2 separate regions of the Mus musculus genome follow, and region 1 is linked to region 2. A link is a contact called in public HiChIP or PLAC-seq data. All regions are on one chromosome and are shown on one strand. Each heading gives the region's core, a stretch centred on a gene start, on an enhancer-like site or on the middle of the called end of the contact. The rest is flanking DNA. Distances are from core to core; before and after follow the strand shown. Region 1 overlaps Tgfa (transforming growth factor alpha). Region 2 holds the start of Add2 (adducin 2 (beta)).

What was found. HiChIP or PLAC-seq counts read pairs in DNA pulled down with a chosen protein or histone mark.
Region 1: an H3K4me3 HiChIP or PLAC-seq map of embryonic forebrain shows a contact between it and region 2, with 2.4 times the contacts expected there. The contact joins the enhancer-like site here to the promoter of Add2 in region 2. A contact is called at or near these places in 5 of 39 promoter capture datasets (the 3T3-L1 cell line, the C10 cell line, embryonic stem cells and 1 more) and 2 of 115 datasets of contacts at active chromatin or transcription factors (embryonic forebrain and pancreatic cancer cells).

What each region holds. Positions count from the first base shown.
Region 1 is chr6:86,247,062-86,254,274 of GRCm38.p6, forward strand. All of the region lies in intron 2 of Tgfa (transforming growth factor alpha), which reads left to right. Among named protein-coding and RNA genes, the nearest start is that of Tgfa, 55 kb to the left of the region's middle. Within about 2 kb of position 2,065, at least 31 of the 459 cell types and tissues checked have an H3K27ac peak or open chromatin away from gene starts, as enhancers often do. A contact at or near this core is called in embryonic forebrain, where this site is marked.
Region 2 is chr6:86,027,121-86,033,455 of GRCm38.p6, forward strand. Add2 (adducin 2 (beta)) reads left to right here and starts at 1,561. Exons shown (of 16, transcript NM_001271857.1): 1 at 1,561-1,826.

The DNA of each region.
Region 1 (7,213 bases), core at 815-3,314, 220 kb after region 2:
GAGCACTAGCTGTTCTTGCAGAGGACTGGAGTTCAGGGCCCATCATCTACACAGCAGCTCACCCATCTATAACTCTAGTTTCCAAAGTCCCCTTCTGACCTCCAAGCTTGGCAGCACCAAGCCCATACATGGCGCCTAAACATACATGCAGGCAAAACACACATACACATAAAAATAAGTAAGTATGTCTTTAAATGAAGGGCCATCACAGTAGAGACTATCTTATTACAGACTGCAGGCAGAAGGGGACTCTTGCATGGTGTGACAGACTGAGCCCCAAAGATGCCTACCTCCAGCCCCTAGAAACTATCACTATGCTACCTCTGTGGCCAAAGGGACTTTGCAGGACCTTGGAAGCAGGATTATTTCGGGTAGATGGTCTGATTGTAGTTTTTCAAGGACCCTTAAAATAAGCAAGCAAGAGAGCAGAGGGCTCGGCGCAAGATGCGACAGGAGCAGAATTGCATCTCAGGATGAAGAGCTCTGGCAACTTCTGAAAGCTGTGGAATGAGCTGGCTGGGCAGTGGCTCACACCTGCTTGACATTCGTGTGGCTTCCAGGATTGTAAGACAATACACTGTGCGGTTTTCAAGTCATTGAATTTGCAATTTTCGTCATCGTGGCAATAATAAATGAGACATGTGGAAGAGAGCAAAGACAGAATTTGAACTTGAGCCTTCTGTTCATCTTAGGTGGTCCTGGTGAGAGACTTAAGGGACTAGAGCCATTGCAGATGGACGGAACCACCTTTCAGGTCTCTCTCTTCACCCTTCAGGCTCCCCACTTGCTCTGGAGTGATGTTTACCCCAGTCTGTGCCTGGCTGTTATGTCACTAATAAGCGTGGGTGAGGCTGAGGAGGAAATCTTAGCTGATTTATCTTGAAGGCATTTTCCTTTTTGGGGTGTGTGCTCAGCTGGCTGACATATTTCACGGATCCTCCTTCCGTGAGTGCTGTGCAGGCAAAGAGGGTGGACATAGCAGGTAAGAGCCACCAGAGCCCTAACAAATGGAGGCCATGGTGTACCTGATCCTGGGTGTAGACCCTTCAGGTCACACATGGTGGTCCTAGATCTTTCTAGAAATGTTTCCTAGAAGAGCCTTCTTGGGCTGGTGAGATGGCTCAGCAGGTAAGAGCACACTGACTGCTCTTCCGAAGGTCCTGAGTTCAAATCCCAGCAACCACATGGTGGCTCACAACCACCCATAGTGAGATCTAACACCCTCTTCTGGTGCATCTGAAATCAGCTATAGTGTACTTATGTATAATAATAAATAAATCTTTAAAGAGGAGGAGGAAGAAGAGGAGGAGGAAGAAGAGGAGGAAGAGGAGGGGAGGAGACAAATTCATATAAAAAAAAGTTTGAGATTCGGGGATGGAGAGATAACTCAGTGTTTAACTGAGAATACTGCTCTTACAAAGGACCTGAACTCCATTCCCAGCCCCCATGTGGGGTGGCTTACAACTGCCTGTGACTTCAGTTCCAGGGCATCCAACACCTCTGGCTGCTCCAGCACCAGCTCTTGAACTCACATACCCACAGAGAGACACAGACACAGAATTTTAAATGATGAAATAAAACATTTTGAAAGGGAAGTTCAAAACTCTAGCATCATCATAGGCCCAAACGGTAGACATGCCAGGTCTCTCAAAGCCATTTGCCTAGAAGAGGGAGTGAGTCCTGCTTGTTCCTTGTCCTTCCTGGCCCACAGGAAACACAGGGGAACAAAGAAGAGCTCTCACTCATTGCCAGGTAATGATATGGACACATTGGAGCTTTCTAATATGTTATAATTATATTTCAATTTAAAAAAATAAAAAATATTTATTTTTTATACTATGCCTTTCCTGGATGCATAGGCACAATTGTCATAATAATTAGTATCCATTACAATTAGAGTTTGAATCTGTTAAATATAAATATATATACACTGTTCTCAAGTTTGTGTCTGCAAGATCAGGACTCTGCTTAACAACGGACTGAATCAGTCTTAGAGCCGCTGTGAACAAATGACTGACGGTTTTCAGCGTTCACACAAAAGCCGAGTGTTTTAATGAGGGAATAACGTGAAAGACACCTTTGTCTTTTGAGCACACTCGTAGCACAAACGGTGATTGAGAAGCAAGTAAGGGGGGTACACAGATAGCTTGTTAGCCCAGCGTGCGGAAAGGGTGTGAAATTAGCTCGGGATGTGAAAACCCCCCACTTTCTACGAACGTGGTTCATACTCTAAAGGAACAGCAAGAGAAATGAAGCCTGGCAGCAGCCACGAGAAGAGGCGGGGAAAGCCAGGCCTTGCGTTCACTAGGACCCTGGGCTCTGACCAGCTCCCATGCCAACCAGCAAAGTGACCTTAGACAAGTGGCCCGACCTCTCCATTTCCTGGTCTGTGAAATGGGAAGATAATACCTGCTTGTCTGGTGATGGTAAGAAGTAGGGCAGCCTGACACAGGCAGCCAGACACTGCATCCCATCCACGCCTGACCTCAGAGGGCATGCCGTTCAGCTGCAAAGATGCCAGAGCCATCCTTAACTGACCATACTCCAACACAGAGCCCATTCATTCCATCCATCCTCTCTCCTTGGCCCCACCTGGGCCAGGTGTGCAGAAGGAAATGTCACGTTCAAGTACTTGTTAAGGCATCCTGTAGGATGGTAGAGTGGCTAGAATCAACGTGATACCAGCTCACTCTCTTTCCCTCTTTCCCAGATCCCTGTGTTGGGTCTCTAGTCTTGTTCCACTCCCTCCTCCTCTCAATCCCTTTGTTTTTCTCTGCCTTGAAACTCCATCAACAGGAGTGTGGGTACCAACCTCCCCCAGACTAAGGCTAGCTTCTATGCACTTCTGTTTTGCAGCATTGAGCCAAACTTGTGGCGGGGACACATATAAGGCCCCCAAGACACAGGCTTCTTCCTTGAGTCTTAAGTGCTCCTTCTCAACACCATGTATAAGTTCAACCTTGTTGTTGCGTATAATGTTACTTGTATGGATATGATTTCAGAACTGACCTCTTTGCAGTGAATAACCCATTTGGGGGCCCCACCCGCTCTCAGCATTCTTTAGTTGCCTGTAGTTCTTTGCCTAAGGTTAGGGTCCCATGAGACTTCCCCCTTCTGTGTGAGCATGTCTGTTGGGCTTGTCCTCTTTGGGTCATGTTTAAAAAACGACATCTTGGTGAGATCTCACAGATGTAGCCTCTCTGACATTTCTAGGAGGCAAAAAACTCACAGCAAACTTCCTGTTCTTTAGGCTGTACAATCTTTCTGCGCCCTCTCTTCTACTATGAACCCTTTTTTATACTTAAGTTTCCCAACTCAGACATGGTGGCCCACACTTGTAAGCCAGGTCCTAGGAAGGCAATGCCAGGAAGGTCCCTGGGGCTCACTGACCAGTCAGCCTGACCTACTTGGAAAGTACCAGACCCCCACAGAAAAGTGAATGGCCCCTGAGGAACAACAGTGGGGCTGTCTTTTGCCTTCCACACTTCCACACTTGCACACACACACACACATACTACAAACAACGCAAAGGGACCTGGTGGGCACTGCTGGAGCTGGAGCTACCTTAAAGAGAGTGAGCTTTTGATCTGTACAGTTGGTGACTTCTGGGTTGTGCCGCTCTGGGAAGTGTGGCTGGGGTTGGGAACACGCACTGGCCATCCGGGTTTTCACTACTTTCCTCCTCCCCTTTCCCATGAACTTACTGGGTTCTGCTGGGGGCCCTGGGAGGCTCCAGGGCTTCATTTGGGAGTCTAAGGTTGGTAGCCTCCAGAGTAGAGCAAGCAATGCTGAGACTTCAATACCATTGGAGTGCTTTTGCTTCTCCGATCTTCATGAATGGCTTGAATTCAAAGGCAACGTGCTAACTCATCTGCATCCATGCACTCTTTGTTGGAAAACCCCAGAAGCAGAGAAAGCCTAGGCCTGGGGAGCCAGCCGATGGAGGCTGACAGGCTGCCCGGGTGTCCGTCCACAGCTCACTGATGAGTTGGAGTTAGAAAGGATGACTGACTCACAGAACCTTGATTATTTACTCTGCACGATGCTGAAAGGCATCGGTGTTTTTTGGAAGTTCTGTCCCTTGGCACAGAAATAAAACCTCCTTTCTAAGCTAGAGAGATTGATGTCCAACTACAGTAAAGGAGGTTGTGCGTCAAAGGAAAGTCTGTGTTCTGAGAGCGAACACTAGACTGTCGCCTCGGCCCAGGCAACCCTAGCACACCGCATGTTATCAGACTAAAAGCCACTACATGAAAATAAAGTCAAGCTTAGAAAACTTACACATAGAAGCGGTCCGGTTCACCAACGCCAGAAAATCGTTGTGTGAAAAAGTTGTTGTTTTTCAAAATGTATTCACGAGGAAATGATGGTGGGGTGGGGGTGGGGGTAATGTTATCTTTGAGCTACGCTGAAGAACAGATTTCAGTGATTTTCATTTTCTCTTCATAAGTTTACTGACACCATATGGTAAAGTTCTATCAGATGGGCTCTTTGTTATGTGTTTGGTTGGTTCTCAGTGAGGTTTGCCGCAATGGTTCACACCTCTTTCTGGGCTTCCATTTATAGTCTGGGGAGGAACGTCTCCTTTATGGTTTTCTTGTTATTGTTTGTTTGTTTGCTTTAATCTATTTATACATGTCCTGAGCCATTGGCTCTCAACCTCTTCTAGACAGTAGACACCCCAAGGAACAAGCTATTGTTCAGGCTACACCTCAGAACAATTAGGTCATTATCCTGGGTATGGGGGTGGACACAGTCCCGTACTTTTCCAAGGTGATGTCTCCAACCTGCCCGTAGCTGAGGCTAAGAAGCAGTGGGCTGGGGGATGTCACATCCCTGACTGTGGCACATGTGGCACTGTTTCTAGAGTGACTAAGAAGTAGTTCTGGGTTGAGGGGACAGCCTGACAGTCTGCACTTCTGACAAGTGTCTAAGCTACAAGACCCACACTGTTCAAGAGAGTGCATAGCTAGACATGAAGCATCAGACACCTCGCAGGCTCTTTGTTGTGCCCTGGCTGCTGTCCTCAGCTATAAACAAATAGCAAAGCCACCAGGGCATGGGTCCTGCTTTTCTCTTCCTATGAGGTGTTTGTAAGCCTCAGAGGGAGAGTCAGTATTCCTCTGACATTGCCTGGTGGCTTTCTTGTCCCTGACAAGGTCTGCACCCTCCAAGGTGGAAGCCAGGGGCCTTCTGGCCTGCAGTGGGATGTGATGGAATGGCCACACAGTGTGGTTCTGCGCTTGGTGGCTGCCAGGTTGTGGGAACTTTCCCAGGAGGCCCAGGGAGCCCAAGTCTCGTGCTTCCCGTGGTGGAGGAGGGATTTTTAGTAAACACTGCGTGGGAAGAGGAATGAAACAGACAGAGAATGAGGTTAAGGAAGGGGTGTGTGAAATGCCAGGCAGAGTGAGGCCAGGACTGCGAGGAGCCGCATTCCAACACCCACCTCTCCTCAGCAGCTGGTGGGAGCAGACACTCACCTGCCGGGGCAGTTCTGCCCTAGGCTGTGAAGCCAGGTCCCATCCCCTGAGGTCAGTCAGGCAGTGCTGGGCACCAGGGCATGCCTGCCTCCTGGCATAGATCTGTGCACAGCCCATCCAGGTACCCTCTCTGGGCCCAGAGGAAGGGGGCAGCTACCACCTCTGTTCCTCACACCCTGCTCCTTTCAGAGGGTCCATGCTTGGTCTGTCTCTTGGAATGGGGAAGTCCATCCTACTCTCTACCTCCCTTGCCCTCTCAGGTCCTAGAGAGATAAATCAAGGCCAAGGTCCCTGAATTAATGAGCCAAGGAACCATCAGGACTGGCCTGGGCTTTCTGTATCAGGCCCTCACTGCTTTGAGTGGGCGGAAGCTGTTGAAGTGCAGCCAAAGATGTTGCTAAAAGGGACAGACTAGGAACCAGCGTAGAGTAGGACACCTGCAACCCCAGCACTCTGTGGGGCTGTGGCAGAAAAGATTACACAAGTTTGAGGCCACCCAGGGATACAAAATGAATTCAGGGCCAACCTGGGGCTATATAGGGAGTTCACGGCCAGTCTGGAATATATATAAGAAGATACTGTCTCAACAAAAGAAGGAAAGAACAGAAGAAAGGGAAGGAGGGAGGGAGGGAGGAGCTATGAAGACTTACTCCAACCCAGCCTTCCCTCACAGCCACTCTCTGGTCAAAAGTCATCTGCCGTTTGTGTTCTTCGGTCACGACAGCTCTCATTAGCCTCCCGGTTCTACTTAGTCCTACACACTGCTACAGAGGGAGACTGAGCCCACATTTTCTGTGCCTCAAGAGCCACATTCCAACCCCCCATCTGTCTCTGAAACAGTCCCTACTGTACAGCCACCTGGACATTCACTAATCCATGCATGCCTACGGGTTTTGCCTTTGCCATGGGGAACTGCTCTGCCCGCCATCTTTGTTTTTGTGACGGGGTCTATGCTGGTCAGTTGTTGTTTGTCAGCTTGATACAAACTAGAGTCACATGGGGAAGGGGAGCGTCTATTAGGAAACTGCCTCCATCAGACTGGCCTGTGGCTTGATTATTGGTTGATGGGGGAAGGGCCCAACCCATTGTGGGTGATGGCACCCCTGGATTGTATAAGCAGGCTGAACAATCTATAGGAAGCATCCAGTAAGCAGCATTCCTCTGTGGTCTCTGCTTTAGTTCCTGCCTTGACTTCCCTCGGTGAATAGAGACATGGGATATATAAGCCAAATAAACACTTCCTTTCCCAAGTTGCTTTCGATCATGGTGTTCATCATAGCAACAAAGAAGTAGGCTTGAACAGAGCCTTGTGTAGCTCTAGTCCAGGCTCAAAGCCACTATATAGCTGAGGCTGACTTTGGACTTCTGATCCCCCTGCCTCAATCCACCACACTAGGTTTACACTGTACTGGGGAGGGAACCCAGAGCTTCATGTGCAACCTCTACCAACTGAGCCACCACCAGACCAGCTCATTTTTGATAAACTCTAATCTGTAAAGAACTTCTTCTGTATAGACCTACTACCTCATTTTTTTTTTAACAAAGATACAAACAAACCCAGGGAAAGCTGTGACTTGGCTAAAATTGTGGAGGATGAGTGTGGCAGAGCCATCACCAGGCCGGGTCTTCAGTTGTTATCCCAGCAGTCATGGTCCATCCTGCGAGCCTCTGGTGCTCAGCCCTGCAGTGGTCATGACTGTTTAAAGCATCTGCTGAGTCTGTCCATATAGTTA
Region 2 (6,335 bases), core at 311-2,810:
ACTGTAGTACTATGATAAGCACCGTGACCAAAAGCAACCCAGGAAGGAGGAAAGGGTTTGTTTAACCTACACTTCCAGGTCACAGTCTATGAGAGAAGTAAAGGGAGGAACTCAAGCAGGAACTTGAAGGAGAAACCATGGAGAAAGGTTGCTGAATGGGTCAGTCAGGCTCATACTTAATAGCTGGCTTTCTTCTGCAGGTCAGGGTCACCTGTTTAGGGAATTGTGCTGGCTACAGTGGGCTGGGCCTTCCCATACCAATTAACAATCAAGACAATCACCCCACAGACATGCCCACAGGCCAGTCTGATCTGAGCAATTCTTCAACTCTAGATGACTCTAGACTAGTGGTTCTCAACCTGTGGGTTGTAGCCCTCATGGGGGTTGCATATCAGATATTTACATATGACTCATAACAATAGCAACATTATAGTTACAAAATGATTTCATGGTTGGGGGTCATGTAGCATTAGGATGCTTAGAATCATTGCTTTAGATCGGGTCAAAACTCACTAGGACAGTGGGTAGGTGAGATGCTTGCCAGGCAAGCATGAGAACCTGAGACCTGATCCCCAGCGGGATGTGAAAACCAAGCATAGCAGCACACGTTTCTATGTCTGTTCTACTGGTTGACCAGTCAGCCTAGCCAAGATGGCAATTTCCATAATCAATGAAAGATGCTGTAAAATAAGGTGGAATGCGATAGGAACACCTGAGATCAACTTCTCGCTTCTGTACATGCATGTACTCATGTGCACATGCACACATGCCCCCACCAATGTGTACACACATGTCCATTCCTGGACCACTTTCAGAGATTTGGGTACTGTCTGACTGTGTTGGAATCCAAAGGGTTGCTGTTGGGAATGTCAGGAGAGCAGGGCTCTTCTTCAGTGGCTAGAGGTTTTTCTGGAGGCTGAACGTTTTGACAGGCGTATTTCTCAGAGCTTTGGGAGTGACTAACATGGAGTTGGAGGAAACAGGATGGAGGTGTAAGGCCCTGACTGCCTGCAACATCCTGCTTTCCAAGGGCTTTGAAGAATCCTGTCCCAACCATTAGAAAAGGCCCAGGTGACAAATACATTAGATCAGGTCATTTTCCAGGAGAGAACAGGCTCGCAGAGTTATCCTCAAGGTCACAAGGCTGGGGAGTGACAGATCTGAAGATGAATCCTGATTCCCTACTCAGCCACTGGGGTCTCTCCAGGGGAGTAGGGGATAGGGTAGAGAAGTACAAGGGGCCAGAGGAAGCAGAGGCTGTCTAGGTTACAGCAGTGCGCCCCCAGCCTAGTTAAAGATGGGGTCAGAATTAGAATCAGGATCAATCTATCTGGTTTGGAGTTTAGTCATCCAGTTGTCACTAGCTAGCAGCACTGAAAGTTACCTCTCAAAGGCAAGATGTCCTGAGACCCTAAATCAAAATAAAATACACCCCGAGTGTAAACTCAGAGCAGAGTGTGTCTTACTGGGGTTTCTCCTGAGGGACAGGTCCTGCCTTTGGCCCAGGCTGCTGCAGGGCGCGGGCGGGGACGCTGCAGCAAGCCGGGCTCTGGAGGGGGCGCTGCGCACTCGCCCGGCCCTTTGTCATCACGCACTGCTGGGAGCTCACACTTCTTCCAGCCTCCCGCGGGCTCTGGACTTGACTCTGACTGCAGCGCCCGCCTCGGGGACGCGGATCTAGGGCCTTTGTCCCGAGCTGTGGGATGCGCGGGAAGCGCCACGCAGCGGAAGAGCTGTGAGTCCAGGAAGCGGATCCCAGAGTCGAGGAGCGCTGCCCAGCCTTGCTGGGTGAATTTGGGGATGGATGCGAGACCGCAGAGTACGAGGTAGGGCACCAAAGAAGGAACAGGGTGGGCGCCACGGCAGGCGGATCCCCGGGGTGCTGGAGCCACAGAATGACAGCGAGCTCAGCTTCAGCCTGGGAGTGGCTGCGCCCGCGCAGGAGCGGACGCCTGGGTACACCTGCGGCTCTGCGGATCTGTCACATTGAGCTCTGGAGATGGGCCTGCGCGCGGACATGGGCATTCAGGGTCTGTGATGCCTGCTACACCGAGAAGGTGTAGCCTTCTCGGAGAGACGGCCGGGCCGCCGCCCTGCGGGATCCACGCGGGATGTGCGCCTGCCCAGCTAGGCGCTCTGGGGTCCAGATTCATAGGATGCGCCTGCCTGGCTGAATGCAGTGGGGCTGGCAGGGCAGATGGCGCAGGATGGGAGATTGATACCTGGGCACCCAGGGCTTGCGTTTTTATGTTATCCCAAAGCTTTGGGGGTGGAGTAGGGGAGGCCGCTGTCCCTGAGGAGGTACTACCAGCGAGTTCATCTTTAGCGCCCACCTTTTCTTTCTCTTGTGTCTCCTCCCCTCCCCTTCTGCACCCCAGGGAGGAGCAGAGAAGGCCATTCTGGGTCCCGGGTCCAGAAGGCAGGGGTCCAGCAGTTACTTGTTTTGAAATCACAACCACAGCCTGCCAGGTGTTGGGGGAAGGGAGAGGATAGCAGGGCAGGGCAGGGCAGGGCAGGGCAGGCTGCTTTAGGATGCCAGTCAGGCCTGCAACCGGCCTATTGTCTGGCTCTTCAGACACCTTTCCTTTCTACCCTCCATCTCCATCCTCTGCCAGAAGTGAATAGATAAACATACAGAAAACAAGCCTCACCCACACTCTGTCAAATTCTTTAAAAAAAAAAAATTGTCTTTATGACACACATTGCCACCTCTTCATGCCCACTCCTCCTCTGGCAGTTCGTAAGGAAGAACCAAGTGCTTCAAATAAGCTTATAAATAATAGAAATCAAATCTCAGGTTTCTGTGTTAAGATTTCGGACTAATGGGTAAGAAAGGGCTAGTCCTACATCCTTCCTAGAGCAAAGGACAGGAAGAGAGTAGTTTTGACTGCATTGGAGCTGGCTGAGCCTGTCATGTGTTTAACTTGTGCCTTGAACTGTCATTGCATGGGTGGTTTTTAAGTTATGTTTCCCTCATGAAAAGAATACCTGGCCCAACACTTGGAATAAAGGTGCTTGAAATGAGTATGGAAGCAGAAAACAATCAACATGTTAGACTTGCAATGCCCCTTCCTGCTAGCATGTGGATAACATGTCGGAGATTGTAGCTGGTGGTAGAGGGTAGGTCTGTTGAGTAGTTTTGCTCTCTTCAAATCGTTACTTTGTGGTGCTGGAGATGGGACCCTTGAACACACTACGCAGTTGCTGTACCACTGAGCGCCCCCACAGTATGCCTACCTTTTGTCCTTTGTTATGTAAAGTGGACAGATGTTCTTAGTACCTGTGGACCAGGACCTTGCCTAGCTCCCTCTGTCCTCCCTACCTAAGGTACAAGGAGTGACAAACTCTTTACTGTGAAAGAAGCACAATACTTTTTGAAAACCCACAGGCTAATCATTTTCTGATCCAAAATCTACAACAGTTTCGTTGCCAGCCCATGTTCTCTTTTTGTCATCCAGTCACCCAGTCTCATTAGAAGCGAGCTTATCCCCAATACATTACCAAACCATGTACGGGTGCTGTTAGTTCACAGGTTCTGGGCCCGGGGTAAAACCCACTTCAAACATTACTATATTGTTGGAGACAGCAAAACTCAGCTTCTTAAAATTTTTTTTTTTCTTGGATAAGTTCTCAACATGTATGTATCCTAGGCTGGCCTCAAACTCACCATCCTCCTGCCTCAGTTTTCTGATTGATGGGATGTCAGGCTTGCACCACAAGGCTCAGATAAACTGCAGCTCTTTTAAAAGTGTACAGATGGTCAAGTGTGTATGTGTGTATGTTGGCAGAGGATTTGTGTTAAGGTTTTAAATATATATGTGACATGGAAAAGTATATTTATTTAACTCCTACCTTGTTTCACAAGGGATTTGAGTCAGTTTACAAGGATTCATAAAATATAACAAGGTAACCTAGTGTAGAGAAAGGAAACAGGATAGAATTAAAGGCAGCTGAGGAACCTTCCAGAAACCTGGGGAAGGTAGCCAACCAGCCCAGATGTCTGTGTTTTATTTGTAAACATTTGTTTATTCAGTGAATATTCATAAGAAGCTACTAGATGCCTGGTTTGATAAGAACTTTGGAAACAAAGAGGTATGACATAGATGGCCAAGGACTCCACCCTGTTAGCATTTCACAACAAAAGCAAGAAGACACAGAGGAACCTCTCAAATGCATCATTACACGTTGTGATAAGCACTGTCCTAGAAAAACAGAACTCACCATTCAACCAGAATATAAAAAGGACAACTTCCATAGGGAAGCAGGGGAGCAGGGCGGCTCTGTACTCTGGGACAGGAAGACCCCATTTTCAGACACGGCACTTGGGACGAAGCTTTCCATTCTCTCCTTGTCAGGCACAGGGTGAGCTTGGTAGGCTTGATCTGACCTCATGATCTCCCCTGCCCCTGGTGTTCTGTGGTTATTCACATGTCCAGGGATCTGTGTAGTGTCTAAAATGAATCACTTTATCCTAGTGATGATTTTAGCTAATGATTAATAAGAAATGTGTTCCAGGTTGTTTTGGGGCTGGGCTTTGGTTTTGTCAGAGCAGGGCACAGGCCTGATGAGTCAGAGCATGGGTGAAGGGAGGGGAACTTGAGTAGAATGCACAGGGGAGAAAGAGGCTGCTCTGCACAGGGCATAGGTTGGCCAGGCTCAGAGGATCAGCTCCCGATGACTACTGCCAGTGAGAGAGTTATGCCAAGTGCACCTCCCATGACCAGCTTGGAAGCACTTGTTAGTAGCTACGGCTGCAGTAAGAGTGTGATATAGAGGTTGTACCTGTTGATTTTTCAAATAAATGGACTAGATTTCCATTACTGCAGATGGACTGACTTCTGTTAACTGCCTTCTACTCAGGCAAGTGGGTGTGGTGGTGGAAGTAGAGCCCAACTACCTGGTGGTAGAACTTACTATCGTAAGAATTTAGGCCAGTTAATTTGCCTCTTTGTTCTCCAGAACACTCTGATAACAACTAGGGACGAAGTATGATGTTGTTTTCCTAAGAATGGATGAGATTTACACATGGCAGTCTTGGGACACAGATTGACATTCTTTATACTAACGTGACTATTTTTGTTACTGTAAAATGAACTGGCAGCCAGTTTATGTAGGCACTCCAGGGGTGGCTTGGTAGCAGAATTTTAAATTATATCTGATTATCTTCAAGTGGCTGTGTGTTCTGGGGCTATTAGCATTGTTTTGCAGGCGTGCTGAGAGCCATGCCTGAGCTGCTGTTGCCACAGTCAAGTGCAGAAAATGACAGTGAGGACAGAAATGACCAGAGGCATCAGTTTTCCATTGTTTTGCTTTTTTGAGACCTTTTGCAGCATTAATGCCTAGAGTTACCTTGTGGCCCAAGTTAACCTCAACCTGTCCCTCAGTCTGGGATTAGAGGCTTGAGCCACCATGCCCACCTTTCCATTGTTAAAACCAGCAGAACAGTGCTCTAGTTCTCACCAAGGCGCTAGTACTCAAAATCCTATCCGATGGTGTGTGAGATGACTTAAAATGGACTGTTGTACTGTTTGTTTTCTTTTGTTGAGACACAGTTCCCCTGCACTGCTTCCCAAATGCAGGGACTACAGGCATGGACCATCACACCTGGCTTGTTTTGGCATTAAAATTTTTGTTGCATATATTTAGTGTGCCCATGTGATGTATGTGTCAGTGTCATAGGTGCCACAGTGTACACGTCTAGGACAGAAAACAGATAGTGAGAGTCAGTTCTCTTTTTTCCAACACGTGGGCCCAAGGATGGACTTCAGACCATCACACTCGTTGCTTGGTGAGTGCCCTTACCCATTGCGCTGCTTCAAAAGCCCTGTTGGCATTTTAGCAACTTAAGACTTATGAGAATATATGTATGTTCAAGTTATACTTTACTGAAAGTGCCAGAGTTCCACTGGGCAGTACCTCAAGTCTGTGAGAAGTATTGTTTCCCTTCGAGATGAATTGCTGTCCTATTGAAGCCTCCTGAACTATGCTCTAGGGCCCAGCCAGGATTGTCGAGGTATAATTCTGAATCTCTAAAAGAGATCGCAATGCTTGTGTTCAGCCTGTCTACTGAAGGGTTAGCCTGAAAGAGTTTAAGGCTGTAGCACCAAAAATGACTGTTGTCTTCAACCACCACAGCCAAGCCCCTCACACTCAAATGGCACCCATGGAATGACAAGGCCAGTTACCCTGGGCTTGATTCTAAAGGAACCACATGGGAATGGCATGCAGATGTCACTGAGTGCACTGCAAACAACACACAAAGCTCAGTGGTATCAATTAAAGCTAATTTACTGACAACCTCATTCTTACCTATCTCGTCTTTAAAGTCATCATTT